Linked DNA regions of Arabidopsis thaliana: region 2 is linked to region 1. Evidence: chromatin contacts called from public capture Hi-C data. All regions are on one chromosome and are shown on one strand. The core of a region is the stretch at or near the end of the contact, and the rest is flanking DNA. Distances in the headings are between cores, read along the strand shown.

What was found. Capture Hi-C pulls out chosen DNA fragments and counts their contacts.
Region 2: a capture Hi-C map of root shows a contact between it and region 1, with 4 times the contacts expected there. A contact is called at or near these places in 2 of 3 other capture datasets (root and seedling).

The regions. Positions count from the first base shown.
Region 1 is chr4:9,404,347-9,411,184 of TAIR10.1, reverse strand. It overlaps TPS03 (terpene synthase 03), which reads right to left and starts at 3,574. Exons shown (of 7, transcript NM_117775.4): 1 at 3,183-3,574; 2 at 2,800-3,082; 3 at 2,215-2,587; 4 at 1,559-1,777; 5 at 1,331-1,469; 6 at 783-1,022; 7 at 45-604. The coding sequence starts at 3,329. The coding sequence ends at 308. It overlaps TPS02 (terpene synthase 02), which reads right to left. Exons shown (of 7, transcript NM_117774.4): 4 at 6,526-6,744; 5 at 6,209-6,347; 6 at 5,887-6,135; 7 at 5,049-5,484. The coding sequence ends at 5,182.
Region 2 is chr4:9,566,586-9,573,423 of TAIR10.1, reverse strand. It overlaps AT4G17000 (neurofilament heavy protein), which reads left to right and starts at 3,341. Exons shown (of 9, transcript NM_001341189.1): 1 at 3,341-3,655; 2 at 3,858-3,922; 3 at 4,028-4,089; 4 at 4,201-5,283; 5 at 5,373-5,451; 6 at 5,531-5,644; 7 at 5,734-5,859; 8 at 5,939-6,024; 9 at 6,153-6,525. The coding sequence starts at 3,511. The coding sequence ends at 6,378.

The sequences.
Region 1 (6,838 bases), core at 2,325-4,824:
TTCAAATTATCTTTATCTCACATAGCTTACATTTATGCTGATTCCTTTGCTCGAAATGTTAAAACTGTATATAGGAATTTTCTTTTCTTATATAAGCACTAGTATATACTGATCAAGTGAATATTATTTGCTCATATACAAAATATTCATCTAACTTGATTTTACAAGCTCTTGATGTTGATAAAAACTAACAAATGTTTACATGCATTATATAATTTGAGTAGAGAATACATATGCATCTCTCAACTCTTTGAGCGTCTAATCCAATACTTGTGTGATTTAAGACTTATTATTAGAAACTAATTAATTAATTGAGTGGAAGAGGGTGGACGAGCAAGGACCGGACATGATTGACGGTCTTAGCCTTGTCAGGACAGCCATGGCCATCACCGTACTGATAAACGCACTGAGCCACACGTCCAAGATTAGCCGCAGCTTCTAGGAAACCTTGATGTAGCCTACAACTCTTTTTCTCCATGTTTAAGTCATCCCAAGCCACACCGATAATTCCTTGAATGTACGCGCGTGACTCTGCCTCCGAAGCTCCAGTTTCATGCATGTGACATTGTACGGATTTCATAGTGTCGCCTCTCGCTAATTCCTCCTGTTAAAATAACTATATTTATAGGACCGCTTTGAGCATAACTTTGAAACACATGTGTGAGTCCCCATATGTTGGTTGACTTTGTTTATTTAGTCTGAAAAAGTTTGCTTAGATATAATCGCCTTTGATCTGTCAATAAATTATTTACAGTATTGTACGTTGTGAAACCATGACTGACCGAAGAAGTGGCGAGATCGTTAGCGAGACGGAGGATGGTGGCGGAGCTTCGAACTACAGAGTGATTGTAGGAGCCAAGAATGTCTAAGGTTTGGTCGGATAAGAGACAGAACAAGTGTAGAAGTATTGTAGGGACTGAGCTTGAGATCCAACCATTTTGCATGTATTCTTCGAAGTTAGGTTTGTAACCACTTTTATACCACTTTGCCTCTTTCAAAAACGTTGTACACATATCTGCCCACTAAAAAGAAAAAACTAAGTTATCAAGAGATGTAGAGAAAAAGTTTAGAAATATTCATATTTATTAATAAAAAGTCTTGGTGACAAAAAAATGAGAAAAGAAAACGAAATTCATTTATGTTTTTTAAGAAATCTTCGAAAAAAATCTTAAACTTAAACAATATACTTTCCGGTTGATAATCTATTGCTGCACACTACAATATATGTATATTATAGTGTATATTCATTTTTATAGCTAACTTTGAATGAACCAACAAATTAATATTTCAAAATCTATTGTTACATAGATAAAATGATGAGAATACGTACAGATTCTTTGAGGTAAGGAATCACATTAAACCCTTTATCTCTGAGTACAAAATATCCAATCTGATTGATTTCGTTGACGAGGCAGAGAAAACATAACTTCATGTAGTTGGGAAGTTCTTCAAGACGATTCACATCCCATCTGCATGATATATCGATTCACTGAAGAAATAAGCAAATAGATATAGAGTGAAATAGTTTGATATTATTTTGCAAGGTATTAATAGTAACTTTTCAACTATGGTCGTGAATAGTTGGAGCTCCTCAAGTGTCCCATAAATATCGTATATATCGTCGATAGTTGTAATGAGCATGAAAACCTTTGTAAGCATTTGTCGGTGATATGCAAACTCGGGCTCATACATTACTCCAACACTCGAGAAATAACCCTCCGTTATTCGATCTCTAACGAAATCGAGGTGTTTTGTTAATCCCGTCTTGCTCCACCAACTGTCTCATACATATAAAAAGATGAACTATGTAGACAGAATTACATTTTGAAATTATCTATAGAAATTTTAAGATATAATGATTTTTCTTGAAGGTCAAGTCACAGTTTTAACATATAAATGATGAGAAATTAAATCATGAAAATTCCAAACTAAAAACAATTTAACAGAGTAGTCATAAGTTTATGAATTAGTAATGCAATTCTCTTTTCATTTCTACCTTGAGATTTTTAACACGTCTCTTGAGATGATGGTTTTTTTTTGCTCAATCCTTTTTAGTTGGAATACAAACCTTCTGAATCGGTTATACACATGTTTATGTTTACTAAAGTACTCTAAGAACATATGACGAACATGTTCTCTATATGTTTTTGATTTTCAAATTTCATGTATGATTACTCAAAGTCCACGAATCATCAGTTACTTAAGTTAACTTACCTAGAGAGGGATTTGAGCTCGTCTTGATGGATAGCTTGTACGAAATTAAAATCAAGTTTCGCGAGTTCAAGCAAGATAGGGTTCATGTCGTGTCTCTCTCCGTACACTTCTATGTACCATCTTGCTTCTAGTCTTCCCACTCTCCGGTGGTACGGCATCTCTAACGCATGTATAACCATCCTTCGAAGAGTGTAAGATTTGGTCTCATTCTTATTTACCTCCACAAATTTTCTAAGTCGTTTTGTTGTATAGTATATGCTCTCTTTCAATTTAGTATCGATTCTGGTCGAGAGATATGAAGCTTCGTATAGTGAAAGAATACCCTTGATGTCTTTATCATCCAAATCAACTCCAATATTTCCGTCAAAAACATCTGCAAGAGATTGCAATATTAATGTGGTTATTAACAACAGCAAGAGATTGCAATATTAATGTGGTTAAATTCAGAACCATCATATAGACATATATAACTGAAGACCAACTTTATATAATTCATTTTTGAAACTTTGAACTAAAAACTGAAAATTTGGATTTATGTGAATAACTTTTTGATTTTTTTTTTTTTTTTTTTTTTTTGCTTTCAACCTTGTGCGATACTGAAACCATGTTGCCTTAGGAGTCGGAACTCAAGGGCGGTCGCGTATAAATCTCCCCATCGGTTTCGATCTATCCGGTTTTTGTGTGCTCGCACATTTTTAACATGCACATTCGTTAGTGTCTTCTTGATTTCTTGTTCAAAATGGTAAGAAACTCCAAGCCTTTGTAAAGTGTCGATGAGCTCTAGCTGTTCGAGTAAACCTTCCGTTTCATTGAGCATTTTACTCACTTCCTGCTTCAATAACGTAACTCTCTCGACGTTGTCCTCTTTCTGCATGATATAAATATTATCACTATATATAATTTCCTAAATAGTAATATATGTCACATAATTTTATTTAATACAACGTCATGTACATTCTTATACGTACCACATATGTATTACCGAGCGAGAGGAGATATTCGTGCTGCCAAAGAGACGGTTGATAGTTTGCAGAGCGACGGGATACCAGAGGCTGGGATGGTGTTTTCGAGTCAGTCTTGCGAGTGAAACGCCGTTGAGCCTGTCGTTTAGGCATTTCTTTGCGTTGCTAATGATTACACTAAAGAGTTAAATAATTGGATGAACTCTTCTTTAGACTCCGCTATGATATTTTATACTGATTTAAGGTTTGGGTCTCGGACCACAGGTTATATATATGAAGATATTTTTATTTTTTCTGTTTTACTAAAAGAATATCTGTTTTAATCAGTTTAGTTTTTGACGTTTTCTCGCTATATAATTCAATGACCATGCATTTGCGTTTTCTTAAATATCTTGGAGAAGTATTATTCCCACACAACAAAAAAACTTGGAGAAGTAATGGCTAAAACATATTGGTGTGGTGTGATATCCAAACATTTACGTTTCTTGCTTTCAACGTCCCTTGCTTTGTCACTAATTGCCCAAAAAAAAAATCTAAAGATATTTGTCAAACTTTTTTTTGTTTTTTTGGTAAAAATATTTGTGAAAGTTGTGGACATGTAACAAATTGAAAAAAACGTGTGGACATGCATGGTATAACAAAAAGTAGGAGATATAATAACAAAAACAAAAACAAATCGGTTGTTTTTATTAATAACAAGTACGAGATAGATCAGTGTCCACCCTTAGTCCACGTTAATGGCATGGCAAATGGTTTCATGCATAGCTTGTCTTGTCTTGGTTCGAAAAACCTTAATGAAATTCCAAGGAATAAATATCGATTCGGTGTCCATGTGACTACCTGTATATCTCTATCCCTGCCTTCAATGAAAACTGAGAGGCCAATTTTGTTGGACCACACTAAGAGAGGTGGTAACGAATAATCACATGTGGGCAAAGACGTCACGGCGTTGTCTAGGTTTAGACAGTACAGTTTAAATTAATATACATCTATAAGTTCTTATCTCATGGGGCACTCAAGCTCCTGTCACTTCTATTTCGTTCACATTTCATAATTACAGCAACTTTGAGATTAAAAATACACATGTAGCTTTACGCGAATTTGTAGCTCAGTAGTTTAATTTGTATTTACTGCTTCTGAAGGAAATGGGGATTCAATCTTGGGATAATAGAGAGGCAAATTCATCCCATCTAAAAAATACTTTCTGAAGACTTATACTAAATTTTGATCATACCAACGGATGGATGTGCCCCCATAAATTACTCCATAGTCCATACCTCTGCCTAATCTGATAGTATGTATCTATCAGGGCCGACTCAGAGAAAAATAGAACCCTGTATCTAATTATAAAAAACATGTTTATATCTTATGTATGGATTTGGACATTTATTATATATTTTTGAGAAAATAGGACCATGATTGCTTAAACAGTACAAATGCACCATTGGCACTTGGCACACACTCTAAACCGGTCCTGATATCTATGTATAAATAATAAATGACAACAATTTTAGAGAAAGTTATCAAACACATTGTTAAATTATGTACATATATTATAATTTGAATTAAAATTACAATAAAATTGAAAGTAAAAAATTAACGAAACATTGCCATGCAGAAAATAGTAATAAATGAATTTCAGCTAAATAATAAAATCGAATTCGCATATTTTGGCGAAGTACGATGAATAGATGAAGATTTTTTTTTTTTATTCGAAGTAATGACTTAGCTTTCAATTTGGGAGAAATTTTAGGATTTTTTGAGTTTATTAGGTTTTAATCGAGTAATTTAACGTTTCTATATCAACTAGTAAACATTGATCAAATTTTGGACCAAATTGTTAAGTTAACGACAAATTAAAAATCAATTTTGCGCACATATAATTAAAAAATAATTGTGTTAATTACAAATAGTTTGGAAAATAAAATGATCATTTTTCCGGCAAACCAAATACCTTTTAATTATGTAAACATATCTATAATGCGGCAAATACAAATTTACAATCCTATAACGGAACGGGATTGAAGAGTACTGATTGGATATAATCAACGGTCTTGGTCTTTTCTGGGCTTCCGTGGCCATCACCGTGCCGGTAGATACACTGTACCACGCGGTTAAGATTTGCGGCGGCTGCCAGAAAACCACGAGGAAGAGAAGAAGTGTGTGCCGTTTTTAAATCGGAGTTTATAATGTCCCAAGAGTCGCTGATCATACTTTGCATGTGTCTACGTGCCTCTTCCTCACTTGCTCTTGTCTCATACATGTAACATTGGACCGACTTTGGGGAATCTCCTCTTGCCATCTCCTCCTGTGAGTCATTATAATTTAGTGTTTTCATGATTTTATTTTTATTTTTTTTGTGTGGGGAAAAATTGAATCATTTATACATGAAACTATGAGTAGTTTTTTTTTGTCAACAAATTAGTGTTAAAACCTAATGATATCTCAAGATTAACACTGAAAAGCTGACTATTGTAAATAAATGAATTTATATATTTTAAAATATGTATTATAAATAGCTAAATCATATTCTAAAACGTGGAAATTATTTAATGTTCTGAATGGTAAATAATATAAAGGAATCACATTTTTCAAAACGTGAAACATAAATAAATGGTATATATCATTCATCACTAATAATATTTGGATATGTTGAACATGTTTTGGGCTAGAAGAATAAAAGAAACTAATTAACGAGTAAATTGTGTACCGTTGAGGTGGCAAGATCATTAGCGAGACGGAGAATGGTGGCACAGCTCCGGACGACAGAGTGGTTTTTGGAATCATCGGTTAGGGTTTGGTCGGAGATGTGGTCGGATAGGACGGAGAAAAGGTGGAGCAGTATCGTTGGGACAGAACTCGAGATCACACCGTTTTGCATGTATTCTTCGAAACTTGGTTTGTGTCCAGTTTTGTACCACTTGGATTCAGTTAGGAACGTTTTAAATAGATCCGTCCACTACGTAAATAAAATTAAAAATTTCTAAGTAACATCATTTTCTATATACTAAAGGATTTGTAGAAAAACTTACAACTTGTTTGAGGTAAGGGATAACGTTAAGTCCTTTGTCTCTGAGAACATCGTATCCTATTTGGTTGATCTCATTGTATAGAAAAAGAAAACACATTCTCATGTAGTTGGGAAGTCTTTCAACATGGTTCACATCCCATCTGGAAAAGAGTATATTATATGGATTATAATTAACTGATATTATGACTGTTGAAAAAAATAAAAATTATCATGGGAGACACAATTCAGAATATGATCTTTTTATACCAAAAATCATCTTAAAAAGTTTTCAAACATATTGTTATTTAAAAGTTTCTTATACTTATACGATATACTTACTTTTCGACCACATTTGTGAAAAGCTCGAGCTCCTCTAATGTACCATAGATGTCGTAGATATCATCCATAATCACAATTAACATGAATATTTTGGTGAGTATCTTGCGGCAGTATTTAAACTCTGGTTCGTAAAATATTCCAATGGTCCAAAAATAACTCTCTGTGATTCGGTCTCTCACGAAATCAAGTTGTTTCATAAGTCCTGTGCTGTTCCACCAACTAAATTGACAATCACATAATTAATTAAATCATATAAACATATATAATCCACTTTGAGAGATATAACACATGTATAGAATTTAGTTCATATTTA
Region 2 (6,838 bases), core at 2,092-4,591, 160 kb before region 1:
ACATTCTCCCCCTTATGTTGGAATATCTGACTATATAATATGATAGTCTTCAAAACGAGCGGTATATAAATCTTTCTAGGATGGCTTAGTTATCATTCATATCCAACATGTATCCTTATCCTCCTTTGAGGGTTCATCTCAGCGTGCTGTGGTGGAGCACTTTTCACATTCAAAGATTTTAGATGAAAACTATTTGGTTTCTGATCCAAAACCAATAATGATGGGGAAAACTATTAATTATTCATTGGCTTGATGCATATCGATATTACTAAACCATTTTGTGTATGAACATGAATTTCAAAATGTTAAACACTTATCCCAACGGATATCCAATAATGGTTATAATAAATAAACACTGGAATACTCTTGTATTTTAATCAAGAAAGTAACCTCGCAAACTCTATGTTGCGGGTTTATAACAAGGATAAATATGACCTTCTAGTCGATGCAACAATCGAGTCAATGCGTCCATTGAATCGATGCATCTTTTATAGCCATTAGGTATCTAAATGTCATACAGTGGGTGATTAACCCATAATCATCTCCTTGTATATACTTACGAATAGATAAAGTCCAAATTATTTTGACTGGTAAAAATCACTTTATCATATTGCTTTCTGAGCAAGTAACAATTGTTAAATCATTAAGGAGAATCTTCTGGCTTTTCACCTAATGTCCACATAATTCTCAATACTTTCGCATCATCATTAAACCAAGATGACCAATCCGGTTAAGCCAAATATACTCTTGAAATTTCTAGGTTTTTTTTTTTTTTTTTTTTTTAACTTCGGATTTACTTTTCATTGCTTATCAGTTACTCTCTTAATGAGATCTTATAATCAAAATTACTTCCATGTATGTTAATAATCAATCATATGTTAATAAAGCAATAAACGAGACAATAATTAAAATTTTATATTCTAATATAAATGATATTAAATGTAATTTGACTAGCTATGTTAGATCTTATATTCACTTAAGAATATGAGTATTACTTATCATCAATAACTCATATATTTTCTTAGCCTTTGAAAAACACTCGATTTAAGTTCATAATAGTTCTTAAATTTCTTTCAAAATATTGTGTCTACAAGAGAACAATACTTGCGTAAAAGTTTAAGCGTCTGTTTTACCATCTCCGCATCAAAGATATTCTCTTAACAATGTGAGTTATATTCACAAAGAGACTTCAAGTCTTGAAGTTTTAGTAATAACTAATTATAACTTATTTTATCTAATAACACATTCCTATAAGAATTGCTTTATACAACTTTTAGATCTTTAGTAGTCAAAGATTGAACATAATCTTCTCGATATGTCACTTATTATCCATTCATTACTTCTCCTCTTCGAAATGATGAAACTTCAAGTTCATCCATCTCGTATTGAATTCCACTCTAGAAGCAAATGTATTTTATATCTCATCATATTAACTTTGAGATTTGGAGAACTATACCGCATCGATGATCTTAATTTTGTATTCCCATAGAAAACAATGTATATGCTCTTCTAGAGTCTTTTAATAAGATTTTATACTACTTGATATACTAGATTATTTCATCGTTATAAGTTAGAAATTTTACTTATTTTTTACCATATTTATTTTCTCAACTTTTGGTGATAATTTAAGTTCTTGAAAAAACTTTGACCATCAAAATTATGATGTCTTCTTAAGATACATTAAACTAGTCATTCATGAAAATTTCTATAAGTGATTATACCTTTAAATTAAGTTATTTACCAATCAATTTATTTCATAAAATAATCAAGTATTATATAACAATACAATTTTAATGCAATATTGTAAAACCAATCAGAATAAAACTATGTTGTGAAAAATCTGGATTTTACATATATCTTGACAAAACTTTTATTTAGGGTAATATGAATTCGTGCAAGATTTGGGTAAAATGATTTCGTGCAAAATTAGGGCAAAACCATGAACAATTTTTTTTTTTTTTTTTTTTTTAGATACCACAAAGATTTAGAGAAAAGAATCTTATAAAAAGAAAAATTATCTTGCAACGTTTTTAGTAAAAATAATAATAACACAATCAAATATATGGAAATCTTATAAAAAGATTTAGATAATAATAACATAAAGATTTAGATATATGGAATCTTATAAAAAGAAAAATTATCTTGCAACGTTTTTAGTAAAAATAATAATAACACAATCAAATATATGGAAATCAAATATTTAATATGGAAAAGTCAATATCTAAAAGTGATAAGATATGTATAACGTTTTAATCAAATGAGTTAAATAAGGGATATCATATCAATCATAAATGGATTTTAGACAATATAATATTTATAAAATGATATTGAATATAGATGCAACTATTCAAAACTGGAATGCTAAAACATTAATACATGCTTGCATCACCCACCACCGGGCTATGAATAGTTACAAAATTAGTTATATAATTATAAAATTGGTAATTTATATATTCAATATTGTAATAGTAAATCACAAAAATTAACAATTAACAAGCATGATTCTCTTCTTTAACGATTTTCTTTGTAGAATCATTGAACCATGCGATAGTAATTATAGAAACAAATGATAAGCATGATTCTCTTCTTTATTGAATCATTGAAAACATGCTTTTACCGATCTATACTATAATCATCGATCGACTCATATTGTTTTGTTTCAATAATAGAAAATAAGTACTATGAACCATGAGTCGATAAGTAAACATGGTTCTTAAAAAAATGTAAGAATCTCTATATCTATCTTTTAAGAGCGTGCTGATAACGTGTTATAACCAGAGAAAGAGATAGAAGAAATGAGTGTGTTTTCCATTGAGGAAAGGGTTCTTTATATAGGAGTACAAGGAAAAGGTAAAACTCTACAAACATCTAGATGATGGGCTTAGATGATAAGTCTTATAATGGGCATCCATCTTTATTCATAACACTCTGATCAATTCCTGTGTTTTTTTTTTGCTTGAAATTTACTAGGCTCCAAACTCTTTAATTAAACCAATAATTTTGATTTCATATTGAAATATCTGATCGCGTCTAAACAAAGAAAGAGAAATGTTGTGCATTACCGAATAATTACTTTTACCAGTTAAATTAAATACGGATTTTGAATCTGTCGAAGAAAACAAAGCATAAATTATGTGGAAAGAAACAAAAAATATTCCTGCCTCTATGATTATTGACGTTTAAGAGTCGTAAACAGGGTTTAAAATGGTTCTATATAGATACCGGTTTAAATGAACCGGTTTGCTTCTTCTGTCTCCTCTTTCCTTCAGATTTACTTTACTCGGAATGAAAAAGATGCTTCGAAGCTCAAAATCAAAATCACTGTAGTGACGAAAATAACCCTGAAAAGAGACCATTATTACAATCCTTTCCTTTTAACGGCTAGTTTCTGTGAATGTTCCTTCATCTTGTCTGAGCTAGCTAAACAGACACGCACCAAATTAGACAATACTCTTTCTCTCTCTCTCTGTTCTTCTATACTCTCTCTGCGAATTTCTAATTTAGTGTAAGATGGAGGCATTTGAGCATATGATAGTGGATGAGTTTAACGAAGAAGACTTCTACGAGACAATAGAAGCTCCCAAGTTTGTAGACCTCACCGCACCAGATCATCGCCCTGAAGGAGATGATCGTTACTGGTTCTGTTCTAGAGTTGGTCAGAATCTTGTTCACTCTTTTTACATTTCCCTTGTTCAAAATTCGAATCAAATCATTACTAATAACATTAATGTTCCACAGATCTGGGAAATTTGATTATAACATTTTCTGAAAATTGCTAAATTAGGGTTTTAGTGAACAGTTTTTAATTAGTTTATGTTTTGATCCATTTTGGTTTCCTGGTGATAATGTGTATTTAGGATGTGATCAGAAGCATGAGGAATTTTTGGATTCGGAAGCAATCTACAAAAAATTCGTTCTTCGGGTTAGCTTAAAGTTCCAAACTTTTTTTCTTCTTCTCTTCCTTGATTTGATTTCGTTTTAAAGTGTATCATTAACTTAAGAATTTGATGTTAATCAACATTAATAGGTCATGGCAGCTAGGAGTCCAAGTGTTCGTCTTCGAAAAGCTCTTTATAGAAAGGATTTCAGGTAATGAACTTCTAACTATTTGAGAAATGTGTTTTTGAACTTCGAGAGAGATTAATCACTGTAATGTGTGTTTAACATTGCATTGTGCTACATACTTTTTTTTTATTACAGTGTTGATCCTAAATGTCCTAACACGGTTCCTGCAAAGCCCTCAAGATCACGTGTGTCTAAATTGGCTATGATCTCATCGATTCCTCAGAAGGGTAATGGTAATATCAGGTCAAAAGAAGTAAAAGTAGTTTCCACAAATAAGAATGTGACTCCAAAGGCAAAGGCAAAAGGAAAAGAGTCAGCAGTGATCTCATCAGTTCCTCAGAAGGCATTAACTGAGAGGAAGAAGCAAATGCAGAGCCCAGCAGCTTTTAGAAGTGTACAGAATCCGAGAAATGCAACAATCAAGGTGTCGGAAAACAGAGTTGTTGCAAAGGCTTTAGTGTTTCAATCTCCAAAGAAGTTGGTGAAACTGAAGAGATCTGTGGAGCTTAGTTCCTCGGTGAAGAAGTTGTGTAATGGGATGAGGAAGCTTGAGATTGATAACAAAAGAAATGGTTTGGGGGTTAATCATAAGGTTGTGAGTTCAGCGTCATCTAGAAGACCTCTAAAAACACGAGAGGTGAAGAGCCGAGTGTTTGATTCTCTGCGGTCACAGAAACAGATTGATCAAAAAGACAAAGGTGTCAGTACTTTGAAGAAGAGGGTTAAGAAAAAGGAAGATCCTGTGCCTTCCTCTGATCCTTTGAAACCTTATGATTCTAATGGTATGGAAGTTGAGGATAAAACTAGTAGAGATGAAGAGCTCTTGGTTGAAAACAAATCTGAAGAATTGTCAGACACATCGAAGGCTAACATGAACAATCAGCTCCAGGCCAGAGAAGATCCTGCTGTAATAAAGGAGAGTGGACTTGCTACATCACAGAAATATCAAATCACAGAGATTGAAGAAAAGGAAAGTGCATTAGCTTCGGAGTGCGAGGACAAAGAGAATGCTAATATTGTCGCGGCTATCGATAAAGAAGATATTGCTGTAATTAAGGTGAGTGGACTAGATAAAGCAAAGCAATGTGAGACTGTGGAGATTGAAGACAAGGAAAATGCATTGCCATTGGAGTGTGAGAAGAAAGAAAATGCTACTAATGCAACGGATGTTGATAGGGAAGATGATAAGGAAAATTCTTCAGCCTTGGACAATAACAGGTGAGGAAAATGTTGTTTATTTGCTTTACTTTGGTTTCCTTTTTTGTACATCATCTCACAGATATACTTGTTCTGTGTGGATCTTGCAGAAATCTCGACCAAGCCACCTATCCTCTGTTGAAAAAGAAAGTCTTTGGCAAGAAAGAAATTTGTAAAACTACTCAAAAGGTATGTTACAAGCCTATGTACTTTCTAATTGGGCTCTACTATCATCTTCTGTGTATTTATGTATATTTGTATGAACCAGGTTATGACAGTAGCAGACAAGTGTTTCAATGGCAAGACTGTTTCGGCTGGTACCCGTGTCAAGTATACAAAACCCAAGCTCACGAATCCAAAGCCTTTTCGACTTAGAACCGATGTATGATGCACAATAATACAACCCACCAAAGCTGTTTATTCTCTAATATGCAACTCTTTTCTGATGGAAGAAAATTTACATTTTTATAGGAAAGACAAATTCTCAAGGAAGCAAATACAGAGAAGAAACCACAATGTACTCTTGCCAAAGAAGACACTGCCAGCATTAGGGGGTTCCATGGTGAAAACTTGGGTCCAAATCATCAACCAGTTCGAGTAAGTTCTTTCTGTAGCATATTGATGTCTGTTCATCGTGTGAGAGTTTCTTTTTCTGATATAATAATCTCATATGCAGTTGGAGAAGAACTCAGCTTCCCGGTTAAAAGCTTCAAGAGGAACATCCACAAAACTTGTCTCTGAAAATATGGTGGATTGCAAGAGGTAAAAACTGCTTGATTAGAAGACAAAGTGTAATCTCTCACTTGAGAGAACCGAGCAAACGAGTTTTGACTTGTCATAGCAGTTGCCTTCTCTCGGCATGTAATCTGAAAATTGTGTGCATTTTCCAGGGTTGCATTAGGTAGAAAGAAGCAAGTGGCAAATAAACGAATCGAAACCGCGGAGCAAGCCTCGCAGATGAATGGAGGATCTAAAGAAGTTCCAATCATCAACAAACCTTCTGTTTGTGTTGTTGCTTCGGGGGAGAAAAGACCTGTAACTGTCCCAAAGGGACCAAACTTCCATTGTATTCATGTCCCTAAGAGCTGTACAAAGAGAGTGGCATCGGAAGTCTAAGATCGGGTTTTTAAATATATCTGCAGTTTAATTCACACGAGTCTTGTAAGTTTGGTTGATCTTTGAGAATTAACAGAAGTGAGATTATTTTGGGTGTATAAAACATTTGCTCAATTTCCAGATTAATCATTACAAAAATTGTTTAAATTAACGTAATCGTGGTTGTATGAAATGATGAAGCGTTTATTGAAATGTTCATCAAACACTTTCCAGTTTCGACTTAACCAAAATGGTTTTAAATAAACCAAATCAAGTTCTCAATTAAACCTTTAATCGAACCAAACCAAACCAAATTAAATATATCTGTACAAAGTTTTTTTATTAATTACTTTCTTAAAGGAAGAAAAGAAATACCAAAATAAATGGATTTTTAAGAGGCTATCCTAAAATTTTGTATTATTGAAACCATTATCCAATAACTTAGATCTAAATATAATTTTATTCTAAAATCATTGCAATC